Linked DNA regions of Mus musculus: region 1 is linked to region 2. A link is a contact called in public promoter capture Hi-C data. All regions are on one chromosome and are shown on one strand. The core of a region is the stretch at or near the end of the contact, and the rest is flanking DNA. Distances in the headings are between cores, read along the strand shown. Region 1 has its middle 68 kb from the start of Pkia. Region 2 holds the start of 2700069I18Rik (RIKEN cDNA 2700069I18 gene).

Region 1 (6,954 bases), core at 1,865-4,364, 2.1 Mb before region 2:
TGCCTGGTGAGGTGGCGTGGCCTGCGGTGCGTGGATGAGAGAGAGTATAAAAGGAGTGAGAGGCCCAGGGTTCGGTGGAGATATAAACAAGGGAGATATAAACAAGGGAGATATAAAAACAAGGGAGATATAAAAACAAGGGAGATATAAAAACAAGGGAAATATAAAAACAAGGGAGATATAAACAAGAGAGATATAAACAAGGGAGATATAAACAAGAAGAAACAGGACTGAATAAATGTGTGCAGAAGGATCCTGTAGCAGCGTCGTTCTTCCTGGCCTGTTGAGCGCGCGCAACAAACTTTTCTAAAAATACAAATACATGAATTATTCTGAATATTTACTTAAATTTAGAATTACATGATCATCAATTATTGCTGTATAAACTACGGCATACAAAGTTCTGTTGTTTGTAGTGAGCACGTAGGTTGATTCCATATGAGGAATGTAATAAATCTGAAAAAATGTGGATGTATTGATTCATATTTTCATTTCCATGGTTAGACTCTAGTATGTTTACAAGCTTACAATGATGTCAATTGGAGAAAAATCTATAACTACACAAGACTTACATATTTATAATTATCTAGTCCTATGATATAGCTTCATTCTTTTTATGTTTTTCAATTACTGGTGAGTGGAAAATTTTCCAAGATTTCATTAAATCAAATCATACTATTTTAGAAGCTGATAACACATGTGTTTTCTCTAGTACACTTAAGTGGGTTAGCTTGTAAATGAGCAAGATCATAAAAACCAATTTGAAAATCAAATGAAATACTGTTATCCATCAAGTTGAAGGTTGTAATTTTCCAATGAAGAAACTGAAGTTCAAGGAAGCTTGCTTCTTACGGAATCTGGTGATTGGTGTGGACTAGAATCTACATATAACTGTCAAATATGGTTTTTGGTTTTGTTTTCTGGCTTACACAATTATTTTTTTTTCAAAAAAATTAAGCTGGTTTGTGTCTACCAGGTTAAAAAAAGGAGTTCAAAAATTTAGAGATATATTGTTTATCTGTGTGGTCTGCTAAGTGTATAGATTCTTTTATCTGTCCTAGATTTACTTTCTTATTCAAAGTTGGAAAACATTAAAATATTGTGTGTTGTTTTTATAAAGCAGTTCCTTAATCTTTAACAAGAGTAAAAATATAACATAAATTTTCATTAATATATATAATTATTAGCAGTTCATATATGTTTATATTAAATGTCTCAATAAGTATTATTTAATTAAATTCATCAAGTAAGTTTATTTACAGTTAAATATATGTGTGTATACACAATACATACATATATCTACATCTATAAATATATGGATGCTTAAAAATGCACACATATACATGCATATATGAAACCTCTATTATTAAAAACATAACATGTATAAAGTATTTAGGCATTTACTTAATTCAGTGCCTTCAAAAGAATATCTGGCCTACAGTAAGCATTACCTCAGAGTTTCATTTTGCTATAATGATGTAGTGTGCAATCTAACAAACTAGATTTGGAATCCATAAAGGATAATAAAAAATCATAGGCCTATTTTACTTCAAAAATAGAAATTTCTTTTGTGTACAAAGTAATAAAAAAATCTCTACTACGGCTTCAACATTTCTGAAACCATTACATCTACTGGACAGTAAATAATATATAGTAAATGAGTGGTATGGAAAATCAGGCTTGTGGAAGTTTAAAGAAGGAAAGATTGTTTCCAGATGAAACGGTCAAAGAATGTTTTACAAGAAAGCAGGATTTGAACTGCACTTTGAAAAATGGGCAGGATTTGGGAAATCAGAACAAGGAAGGCTGGGCATGAGGTATTATAACAGGAGGAAAGTGTAAAGAAGGCTTAGCATGTACTTCTTTCTTCTTGGGCTTGATGAGAAGAGATGAACATATTCAAACATGAAACATAAAAAGAAATAACCTTCTTAATCCCTTTCTTTGGCTTTGGAACACCCCCCCCCCATCATCACTCAATAATCTTCAAATAAGACTTGCTGGACAACTCTCATTTTTAGTTATGAATTCTCACCTAAAGCTATATTCATTTCTATTACTTTGAATATAATACATCTCCATAATGGGGTAACTTTCCTTATTGTTTTGTAAAATGAAATCAAGTGCATTACTCTGTAATGTGGGTGTTGCATTGTTTGGTACAACCAGGTTTCCATAGATAGCCAACCAGTCAGCTCTGTATTCTTTTCTATCAGAGTAGAGAAAAAAGTATTTTTCCTTTGCAAGAAAATAAAATTGAAACACAGTTAGGCATCAGAAGACAAAGAGACTATTGTGTTTAATTGACTTCATGGAAGAAGTGATTGGGGAGATGTGTCTCCATGGAAACAAAGCTCAAAATCCAGCAACCCAGAACTTCAGGACCACTAGCAACTTAACCAACATAGGACACTTGCACACACTTACCTTGACTAGTGAAAACGGATATAGTAACCTAATCATTATTAATGTGTATAAATATAAATGAAATTAAGAATGCACTGTTGAAAAGGGGCCCTCTAATGTATGTATACTCAAATCAAAAATAAGAAATAGATTATTGCACCATATGGGACTCTTATTAGTCCTTGTAATCAAGCATTAACTTAGCTTTTCAGCTTGAAATATAGTATAGCTGCAAGACTATATCCTGTTTATGGTAGAAGTATCAGAACAGATTCTCTAAACTGATTATTTAAACAGATGAAAGTATCTTATTTTCTATCTTGTTTGGTAAAAGTTCTTTTGAAAATCACTAACAAAATGTTTGTATTACTATATGAGACTACTGCTTTAGCAAATAGCCGATATGAAGAAAATCAGTTATATTTTATTGTCTGTAAATAATGTCTCATTTGCTAATATGCACCAGTTCAATCTACATTTGTGGCACATGAAAAACATCATGTGATTGTTGTACTAAAGAGTTACTTAGATGTGACTAAGGCCCAGAGATTCAGCTGGACAGCCTGCAAAGTTTGTGGCTCCATTTTGCACCTTAAAACTTGCATTTGCACCTGCAAAGGCTGAAATGGATTGCAAGTCAGCACATGTGCATCCCATTACTCATTTCTTATGAGCAGATGTGGGTGATGTGAGCAAAGAACGAGATGCATCTCTAATTGAGAAAACCTGTGGAAAAGTTGCCCCTAAGCTCCCAGGGAACTGGCTTAGAACACCATGATTTGGAAACTAGGAATCGAACCCAAATGTTGACCAGACAATCCAAACGTGAACAGTGCCTGTCAGAAATGAAGATTAAGGACATTAATCCTCACATTTCTTTCTTTCAGTTTCTCTATGAACAATACGGTGCCCATTAGGGTTTTTGTTTTGTGTTGTTGAGTGTTCACTGTAAAATAATGTAAACTATCAGGATTAAAGTCATGGAACACTCTGGTATTCATTTTAAGGAAGATAAATTGGTTTCCCAAATTATTTTTCCATTCTCTATTCATAGGGAAAATAATCTTAGAATTATGGACTTTGACTTTGTGTTTTCTATGTTCCTTATTTAATATTTATTTACCTTTGAAAGTTTATTTTGTAGAAGACACCCTACTAGTTGTTACCCATGAAGACATGAAGTAATCATGAATGAGGTACAGAAACTGTGTAGAAACAGAAAAGAGTATCCTTTAAGAAGTGCTGTTAGTATTTTTTGGGTATTCTAGAGATCATTTTAATGAAAATCCCACTGCCTGGAGTAAAATTTCTACTCTCTCGAATGTACTGTTAAGATCAGGAATAATATAAATATAAACAAAACATAATGTTATGACAAAGTCATAAAAATACCTATGCATAAATCATCTATTCACAAAAGCACAATATAAAATAGGTAAACTGTGACATCAAGAGACAAAAATATAGTATGAGGAAAACTTAAAGGCAAAGTTTCATGTATAGTTGATTTTCAGTTATTGTCAGCTTAATATAGATATTTTCACTTGAGAGGCTTTATATAAGACCACTGAAAGCAAAATGAGTAGCCTGTATACACAAAAAGCACATTTTATAAATTATCAGTCAAAAAGAGAGCAGCACAAGACAAAACAATCAAGAAAATGTTAAAAGCAGAGCATATTTGTTAATAATTACGTTCATGTAAATAATTCACACAAAGTAGACCAAATAGATTCCACTACGTGCTGCCTAAAAGAGGCTCATTTTATCTTAAGAAACATACAAGGGTAGGGGTGAAGAAATGGTAAAGGTAAATGCTGAAGAAAATGGAGTAGATTTAAGAGTGTCATATCAGATAACATAGGCTGTAGGTAAAAACTGTGATAAGAGATAAAGAGGTTCTTCTTATGTTATAATATAAAGGGGAAAATTAAGAGCATATGAGCAAACCAATATGTATGTGTTCCCCACACCAGAGCTCATAGATGTATGAAGCAAATGACAATAGATTTGAGGAGAGAAGTAGCAATAGAATAATTTGAGAGAATGTCAGTGCTCTGTTTTTTCTTTTTAAATGGATAGTTCATCCAAGCAGAAAACGTACAGACATCACCAGATTCAACATCACTACACACCAAGTATACTAATGATATGAACACACCAAGCTAAGAGAAGAGGGATAGTCAGAATATACATCAAGTTTGTATACATAGAATATTCTAAGGTAAATTATTCATTCTAGGGAAATAGTTACACACACAAAACAAAAGCAATTCAAAAATACTGAAAGATTAAGTCTATCACAACACTACAATGATATGAATCTTGAAATTGATAACAGAAAGAAAATAAATGGTCACAATTATATTTAAAATAACAAAATTGTACCTAAAAATGAGGAAAGTTAAAAGTGAATTGAGGTTGAATACAAACATAATCTCCACACATACAACTGGAACTGAGAGAAGATGGCTATGGTGTTGCACACCTACACAAACAGGAAATAAAATCATCACATTATGACTGGCTTTGTATCACACAGGAACAGAAAAATACTAACAAATCAAGCCTACATTTGTAATAAATTAATTATAAAAATTCACAGGAGCTTAATGTAGATCAGGACGACTATATAGGAATAATCAAGGATGCTACTAGTTGCTGTTTTGAAAATATAAGGTTGACAAGACCTTACATAGACTATAATAATGAGAGAAGCCAAAATCAGAAATAAAATGGAGATGGAGATATCGCAATTTATATCTCAGAGATAGAAAGATCATACAAGATTACAACAAACAAATATGTAAAATTAATCAGATAAGCTGAGGAAATTAATACATTATTAGAAACTTGGATATATACCCAGGAGTGGTATAGCTGGGTCTTGAGGCAGAACTAGTCTCAGTTTTCTGAGAAACCACCAAATTGATTCCCAAAGTGTTGTACACATTTTCACTCCCAGCAGTGAGGAAAGAGTATTGTCCTTGCTTCACATCCTTGCCAGCATGTGCTTTCTTGAGATTTTAACCTTAGCCATTCTGATGGGTATAATATGGAACCTCAGAGTTGTTTTGATTTGCATTTTCCTGATGAGTAAGGACTTTGAACAGTTCTTTAAGTGCTTCTTGGCCATCCAAGATTCCTCTGTTGAGAATTATCTGTTTAACTCTGTATCCCATTTTTAAATTGGGTTCTTTTTTTTTTGAGTCTAACTTCTTGAGCTCTTTATATATTTTGGATATTAGCCCTCTATTGAATGTAGGGTTAATGAAGATCTTTTCCCACTCTGTAGGTTGCTGTTTTGTCCTATTGACAGTGTCCTTTGTCTTACAGAAGCTCTGCAGTTTCATGAAGTCCCATTTATCAATTGTTGATCTTAGCCTGAGCTATTGGTGTTCTTTCAGGAAGTTTTCTCTTATGAATTCAAGGATATTTCCAACTTTCTCCTCTATGAGATTAGTGTATCAAGTTTTATTTTGAGGCCTTTGAACCACTTGGACTCGAGTTTTATGCAGGGTGATAAATATGGATCTATTTGGATTATTAGAGCAGCACCATTTGTTGAAGATGCTTTCTTTTTTCCATTGTATAGGTTTGGTTTCATTATCAAATATCAAGGGCTCATATGAATGTGGGTTTATTTCTGCGTCTTTGATTTGATTTTATTATTAACATCGCAGTAAATTGAGTTCAAAAGCACATTAAAATGTTATATACCATTATGAAATTTTATTTACATTTGTATGCTAATTTTTAATTGCAATTCAATTTGTGTTGTAATTAATTAATTGGAGAATTCACATAATAATTGCCATGTGACAAGTATATAGTTATCAGCATACTCAATGGTAAAATCAAAAGGATTTCCCCTAAAGGTATGAGCTCACTCATAGCATTTATGCCCAATATTATACTGCAAAGACTGCACAGAAAGATTACTTGCTACCAATATTCTACTAGAGGCATCATTTGTGTCTTTGGGTCATAACTCAAAACCCTACAGTACAGAATCATTTCTCAGGAATCAAATGAATCTTTTATAATCATGAAGAGACTATTCATGCTACTAAGATACATTTAATATAGAAACTCAGTGGCTAGTTTTTTTAAAGTAAGTTGGCTAAGCCTTTAAAAGCATTTTTGAACAATCATAGATATTTAGTATATTATCGGATCTTAATAGATCTTAATTATCTTTGCACAGTGCATGTATTCAAGACTTTTCCTTAAGTTGATGGCATCACTGGGATGACATTGAATTCAAAGAGGGTGAAGACAGTTGGAGTAAGTTCTACCACTACTCAGGGCCTCTGGGGCAATCTGTCCTCGGCTTTTTGGCCAGCAGCAAATTAAAAGCATTGCTATGCTATATGCTCCTTACGGTAAAGTCCTCCATCTCCACACACCCAGAGCAAAGGAACCAAGAGAACATCGACTTCTGAAACCTTCAGCTCAAATACATCTTTCCCTTTAGAACTCAATTTTTAATCAGCAACAGGGTTTTCAGTGATGGGAAAGTAATAGATACTAATAAGTAAATAAGTG
Region 2 (6,518 bases), core at 3,121-5,620:
CATGGCAAATGGGGCAGAGAAACTATTTATTTGCATATGCAAATTCCCACACAAGGGAAACATGTACAAACAAGTATCATTGTAAGGTGGATTAGGCAAACAAAGATTTCTTTTTAGGACATTCTAAAGTCCAGAACATTAGTCAGCACAATTAAGCCAGTCTCCATGGAGACTAATGAAATTTCACCATGGTATGAGTTAAATTAGATAGCTAGTTATGTGTTTCCACAATCCAACTTGAAATCCATTATTGTTTCAGAACAATATAGCAATTGTGCCTAGCTGATCTTTGCCAGCTCAACAAGCTCCTAAGTTGACAATTTGCATATGTTAATATAATTAAGCACTAATTACATGAAACTTGTACATATTCACATGCACTTTCCCTGGGCACTTCTCAGTTTGAACCATGGCCAAGTCTTTAACCCTTAGAATGTTTTTAGTGAGGGGGGAAAACTGCAAAACAAAACCCCCAAAACCCTACACTGCCTATGGGGACAGCTCCTAGACAGACACAGAAAAACTCTTCATTTATGAATACAAGGCCTAACCTGGGTTCTCCTATTTCTAGCAACAATAACAAAAAATATTTAGTGAGTATACTAGAGATCCTGGATAAGATGAAGACAGGGCTGTCAGTTAGAAGAGTAGCTAAAGGATCCTAACAAGTGTCTAATACAGGAGAGCGATCACATTCATTTCAATAAAGTGTTAAGGAAGATTCTGCACCATTGACACTGTCAAACCTTGGGAGATAAAAATGGTTTGATAACAGTAAAAATAGAAACTAGAGAAGGAAAAAGGAGACAGAAGCAACTAGTGAGCTTTACATAAATACATTCAGAGGCAATTAAGCAATGTTAATTACTATAACAGCCGTTAATTGAATATAATTAGATATTTTAAGCCAGTGAATAAAGTATAGTTAAGATTAATTTTATTGAGATTAATTGTAAATAAGGATAGATTAATTCTGTGTTTTGACAGGCATAAAAAGTAGTTCTGCAAATAGGGCAGGAACATGGCTACCAGCCCAAAAATCATAGATTATTTTAATGTCACACCTCAGATCATCTCCTCAATAAATACAATTTTTTAAACCCAAATAGACAGGAGTCTTTAAGAAAAAACAAAAAGCAACAACAACAAAAACAGCTTGCAGAGATTAAAGAGCCTTTTGTCCATTTTCATATGCATTCTTTTTAACAGACTAAATTAGGCGAGTCTGGTATACTTTTTTAGGAAGGAACATTTCACACTGAATGGAAAAAATGTTCTATCACATATGAAATTCTTGCAGCTGTGCAGAACTTTGTCCAGATGGTTTAAGACTATAAAACAGGATCAAATGATAGGCAGTAGGCCTTCTGAAGATTTTATGATAAAGACACAGTCTTTTATTTCAACCTTCCCCTCATTTCTACTTTGTATTTTCCAATCAGTATACATATTTTCAGATGTAACTGTGATTCTCCAAGAGAGTCCAAAGCCACATTGCTCCTGCTAGGTGTTAGAAAGTAAACATATAGCAGAAAGGAAGGAGACCCCACTTAGTAGAAACCAGCTAATCATTTAGTCAGAAACCTCAATGATAGCTATGAGATCAGTGCACGCAAATGACAACATTTGATTATTACTGTGAGACACAATAATTTCTAAAAGAACTTCTTAGGAAAATGTTGCTACATGAAAACTCTCTTCCTCCAAATACTTTCACACAAGGCTAATTTATGCATAGTGTTTTAGAAAATCAACACAGTCCACAAGAATGCTGAACAAATCACTACTAAGAAAGGGACATCAATTGATTTTGAAATAAATCAATGTGATTAACATAATATTTTTAAAGCAGCAGAATGTATATATCATGCCCAAATACATATATATGTATATATATATTTCCAATATATCTTAGCTCTTAATCAAATGAGGGCCTTACACTACTGACCCTGGCTCCACACTGCCTCAGAACTTCTGTAGGGCACCTTTAGTCGTTATAACAAAAACCCTAAAATGGTCTGTGAAACAAGACTACGACAAGCCATTCTGCAGTGAAAGGTTTTAAATCATACAGCCTCTTCTAATAGACTTGAGACTTATTGAGGTAGAAACCATAAAAAATGAAGAAGGGAAATTTAATCCCTGAAATATTGATTTGCACATTAATATCATATAGGCAGAGGGCAATTTGGCTTCGTGGAAATGACACATTGTCGACCCTTGGTGAAGTCAGAGCCAATCTAACTGCTGAACATGTCTGAACCTCAAGAGTTATTAAGGGCTTCCCTTCTTGCCTTTATGACTTTTCTTCAGCCTACCAATGCAATCTTAAATGTATTATCTTTAAGAAATAATTGTAAAACCTCAGGGGTTTTCCAGTTAATGGAAGGGAGACCAAACCACATCAGATTCTGAAATGCAACATTAAACCCTTGCAATCAACAAAACCACCTCAATTCTCATCCATCCAATGCTGGATCTAATATTGTTATTATAGATAATCAGATTTCATTGTGTAAATTTAGGCTCATGGTCAGAATGGAAGCAGTAAATTCTTCAATATTAAACAGCAATTTTCTCAGTCTCCTTTCTGTTTCCCCTTGCTGTTGCAGCACCTTTAAAATAATCCAACTAGCTCACAATTAATGAAGAGTTGCACTACTCCTGCCAAAAGCTGCAAAACACTGCAATAGAGCCGAATGTGTTGTCTTGTTTTTATTAAGTTAGAAACTTTCACTTCCCAGATCCAGAGCTACTGTCTCTGCCTTATCCCATAGTGGGTGCTGCTGCTGTGACTTACACAGCCAGTTCACCTGACCTTCCTTTGTTCCTTGGGTACATTTCACTTTTCGATTTATGGTGCAACCCTCATATTTCATTGACCCTATCTCCATTGCTATAAAAAAGGAAAACACTCCAATAAGAGTTTACTTTTTAAATACATGAGCAGCCAGCTATTGAATAAACACACAGCGATGCTCTCTGCAGTTTATGCCATAAATATTAAAACCATTAAAAACAACTGTTTGACCCTTATGATCCATACACTGAAGCCAGGTGCAAGAGGTTAAAACAGCTGGCTAGCCATCTTTTATTTTTTTGTGTTCCTTCCTGCTGCTTGAAACCACAGCCCTTGAACAATATCAAACATTCCCTTAAGGATTTACTTTTTATTTTATTTTATTTTTAATTTGGAAAAAAATCTTCTATTTATTTAATGTGCTTCTTAGTGGAGAAGGAAAACTCTAAAATAGTAACAGATGCAGTGAAATAATCCCCAAATTTCCTTTATGCGTTATTAAAACCCATCCTTTTCAACAAATGTTATACACATTATTCTTTTTATTCTTCATTTAGAAAAGAGAAAATAGCAAAAAGCGAAAGAAAGGAAGAAAGGAAGAAAGGAAGAAAGGAAGGAAGGAAGGAAGGAAGAAAGAAGTCTGAGCTTGCTCCGTCAGTTTTGTCAGTAAACACAAGGTAAAGCAAGTGTGGATGGCAGCAAGTGTTACATACCCGGGCTGTGTTTTTGCTTTGCTCTCAATGGAAGCGATCGATGCCCATGTCACTGTCGCGTCCCAATCGCAGCCAAGTCTCAGCCTTAATCTAAGCACCAACCGAAAAGGCAGCGGCAGCCTCAGCCTCTCCCTGACTCTTCCAAACATTCACCCAACTAAAAATATAATACTACATATGAGGTCTAACCACTCCACGTGTATAGGGATCACGCCACTGAAAATCCAGGAGAAGAAAATTATAAAAAGAGAAAGAAAGAAAGAAAGAAAGAAAGAAAGAAAGAAAGAAAGAAAGAAAGAAAGAAAGAAAGGGAGGGAGGGAGGGAAATGGAAAGGGAAAGGGAAGGAAAGGAAAAAGGGGGAAAAAAACGAAAAAATTAAACCCCTCCTGTTTCCAGTCTCCTCTCTCTCTTCCTCTCTCCTCTCTCTGTCCCGTGTGTGTGTGTCTCTCTCTCTCTCTCTCTCCTTTTGCCATCTACATGATCCTTGATTAAACATGGAACAGAGTTAATAAAGGGTTGGGGGGGGGGTGCTCAAGGAGAGGAAATGCAACTGTCAGAAATCACCAACGCTAGATTTCTTGGTGAACCTGCCTCTGTCTGAGTCAGTGTCAATACACCATCTTCGTCCACTGAACTTGTCTTTGGGTTTTTGTTTGGTGCTGGTGGGGGATGTTGTTCTGTGTGTGCTTTTTGGGGGAGGGGGAAAGTGAAGGCAAGGTTGGGGCTAGAGGTGGGGGGAGTGGGGCGAATGTGTGTTCTGTGAGTGTTGACTGTGAGTGTGTGTGTGTGTGTGTGTGTGTGTGTGTGTGTGTGTTTGGGGGGGGGGTGTCCATGTTTGTGATCTGAACCTTTGGTACCTACAAAGAGGGTGTCTCACCGAAAGGTAGCTAAAACCTCTCCAGAACGGCGCACGGAACTGTGGAGACACAGCGGAAGGCTCCTCTGGAGCCTCATATCTGGGCCGAACCCTAGACCCAGCGCTTCAAGGAGCCCCTCGCTTGGATCACAGGTAACAAAAGAAATAACCAATGCATGGTCTTCTGGGAGAGGGGGCAAGATGGGGGAACATTCCGGAACTTGGCCATCACTGAGGAACTTTTATACAATTATAGAAAAATTTTATTTTATTTTTTCTGATAGAAAAGAGCAAAAGGAATGGAAAGGGACGGAGGGAGGGAGGGGGAAAGAGAGAGAGAGGAAAAAAAGAGAAGAGAAGAGAAGAGAAGAGAAGAGAAGAGAAGAGAAGAGAAGAGAAGAGAAGAGAAGAGAAGAGAAGGGAAGGGAAGGGAAGGGAAGGGAAGGGAAGGGAAGGGAAGGGAAGGGAAGGGAAGGGAAGGGAAAGGAAAGGAGAGAAGAGGGAAGGGGAGGGGAGGGAGAGGAGAGGAGAGGAGAGGAGAGGAGAAGAGAAGAGAAGAGAAGAGAAGAGAAGAGAAGAAAAGAAAAGAAAAGAAAAGAAAAGAAAAGAAAAGAAAAGAAAAGAAAAGAAAAGGAAAAGGAAAAGGAAAAGAAGCGAGACCAGGCTCACTCCAGCCCCTGGTAGCCTAACTGATCATATCAGGTCAGAAGGCATGCTTGGTGCCAGCTGAAGCTGAGGAGGTGAAGTTCATTTGCAGACATGGAACCCTGTAGTGAGTGTGTGTGTGTGTGTGTGTGTGTGTGTGTGTGTGTGTAAAATGCATCAATTCCCACAGTCAGCCACATCTCCTTTACACACACACACACACACACACACACACACACACACACACACACACCCTTGCCCTTTACCAAAAAAGAAAGCAAAGGCTCTTGATCTCCAGCCGCGGGTGTCCTCTTAGTGTGGCGATCAATCCCCAAACCCCGGGGCGAGCTGCCTCCACTCCCAGGTCTGCGGACATAGGCCGGGAGATCCCGCCTCCTAACGGACCTACCAGGTCCGCAGCGCCCGTGCAGCCAAGAGCCGCCAGGGCCTGCCGCTGCCGGCCGCGCTCCGCAGACCGGTGTCTACCTGCAGCCAAGCCCCGCGCTCGCCCATCCTCCCGGGCCCGGCGCCTCGCGCGCACCAGCCCTGGCCTGCCACAGCCCCGCGCAGTGAGTGCCCTTCGGGAACTTGAGAAAGGGTGGAGAAGGGAAAAGGAAGATGAAAAGGAAACCGAGAAGAGTACAGGGGAGGATCAAGGGAGAGGAGAGGAGAGGGGGGCTGCGAGCCCCACCGACCACTGTCCAAACTTTCGGAGAATGTGTGCAGAGGAAACATCATCTCGATGGGGTGCAGGGACGCGGAGCGAGCGAGGACCCCAGATAATGTCCGAGCCGCTGCCGAAATGACAGCTTCGCCGGATCACCAGAGTGTCTCCGGCTCCCGAGGAAAGCAGAACCCGAAAAGACTGAGAAAAAGACAGAAAACTGCTCGGCCGAAAGTCACTTAATACAAAAGTTAAATCTTGAAAAGCATGCCTCCCCCCCACCTCCAGCCCCAATCCCCCCTCCGCCTGTGCCTTCTCCCTCCCTCAGCAGAGCAAATCTTTGAGCCAAAAAAAAAACGGGGGAAAGAGATGGAAAAGGGGGGCAGAGCGGAAGAGGTGGTCGGGATGAGGGTACGTGTGCTAGGGCGAGCGGTAGCAAGCGATCTAGGGGTAGAGAGGCGGAGAGGGAGAGGGAGAGAGAGTGAGCGAAATATCAAAGATTGTGCAAGATCAGGCTGGAAAGATAATCGATACTCGACCTAAATTTAACACAAACTACTCAATAAAAGTTAAAGAAAAAACTTACTTTCCATTTCCCTGCAGTTCCTACTCGATCTTCGCCTCTTTTTTGTTTTGCTTTTATTTTACGTACAGCTGATCACATCCAAGTAAAACGAGAGGGTTCATTAAAAAGAATAAAAAATAAAAAAATAATCCTCGAACTTTATTGGGTGAAAATAAAAACGCTGGAGCAAAAAGTGGGGAGCACGGAGCGGTCCTCGGGGTTCCGGGAGGAGTTAAAGCATGTGCCGACCGCGGTCTCGCTGTTTGCTTGTGAA

Evidence for each region. Promoter capture Hi-C pulls out the DNA fragments that hold promoters and counts their contacts.
Region 1: a promoter capture Hi-C map of second pharyngeal arch cranial neural crest shows a contact between it and region 2, with 4 times the contacts expected there. The contact joins the enhancer-like site here to the promoter of 2700069I18Rik in region 2. A contact is called at or near these places in 7 of 39 promoter capture datasets (the 3T3-L1 cell line, cranial neural crest, frontonasal cranial neural crest and 4 more), 1 of 15 datasets of contacts at CTCF or cohesin (the NIH/3T3 cell line), 3 of 115 datasets of contacts at active chromatin or transcription factors (the NIH/3T3 cell line, astrocytes and embryonic limb bud) and 2 of 9 other capture datasets (embryonic tail and embryonic trunk).

What each region holds. Positions count from the first base shown.
Region 1 is chr3:7,294,836-7,301,789 of GRCm38.p6, reverse strand. No RefSeq gene overlaps it. Among named protein-coding and RNA genes, the nearest start is that of Pkia, 68 kb to the left of the region's middle. Within about 2 kb of position 3,114, at least 2 of the 459 cell types and tissues checked have an H3K27ac peak or open chromatin away from gene starts, as enhancers often do. A contact at or near this core is called in second pharyngeal arch cranial neural crest, where this site is marked.
Region 2 is chr3:5,218,675-5,225,192 of GRCm38.p6, reverse strand. It overlaps 2700069I18Rik (RIKEN cDNA 2700069I18 gene), which reads left to right and starts at 4,370. Exons shown (of 3, transcript NR_045905.2): 1 at 4,370-4,523. It overlaps Zfhx4 (zinc finger homeodomain 4), which reads right to left. Exons shown (of 11, transcript NM_030708.2): 1 at 6,266-6,518.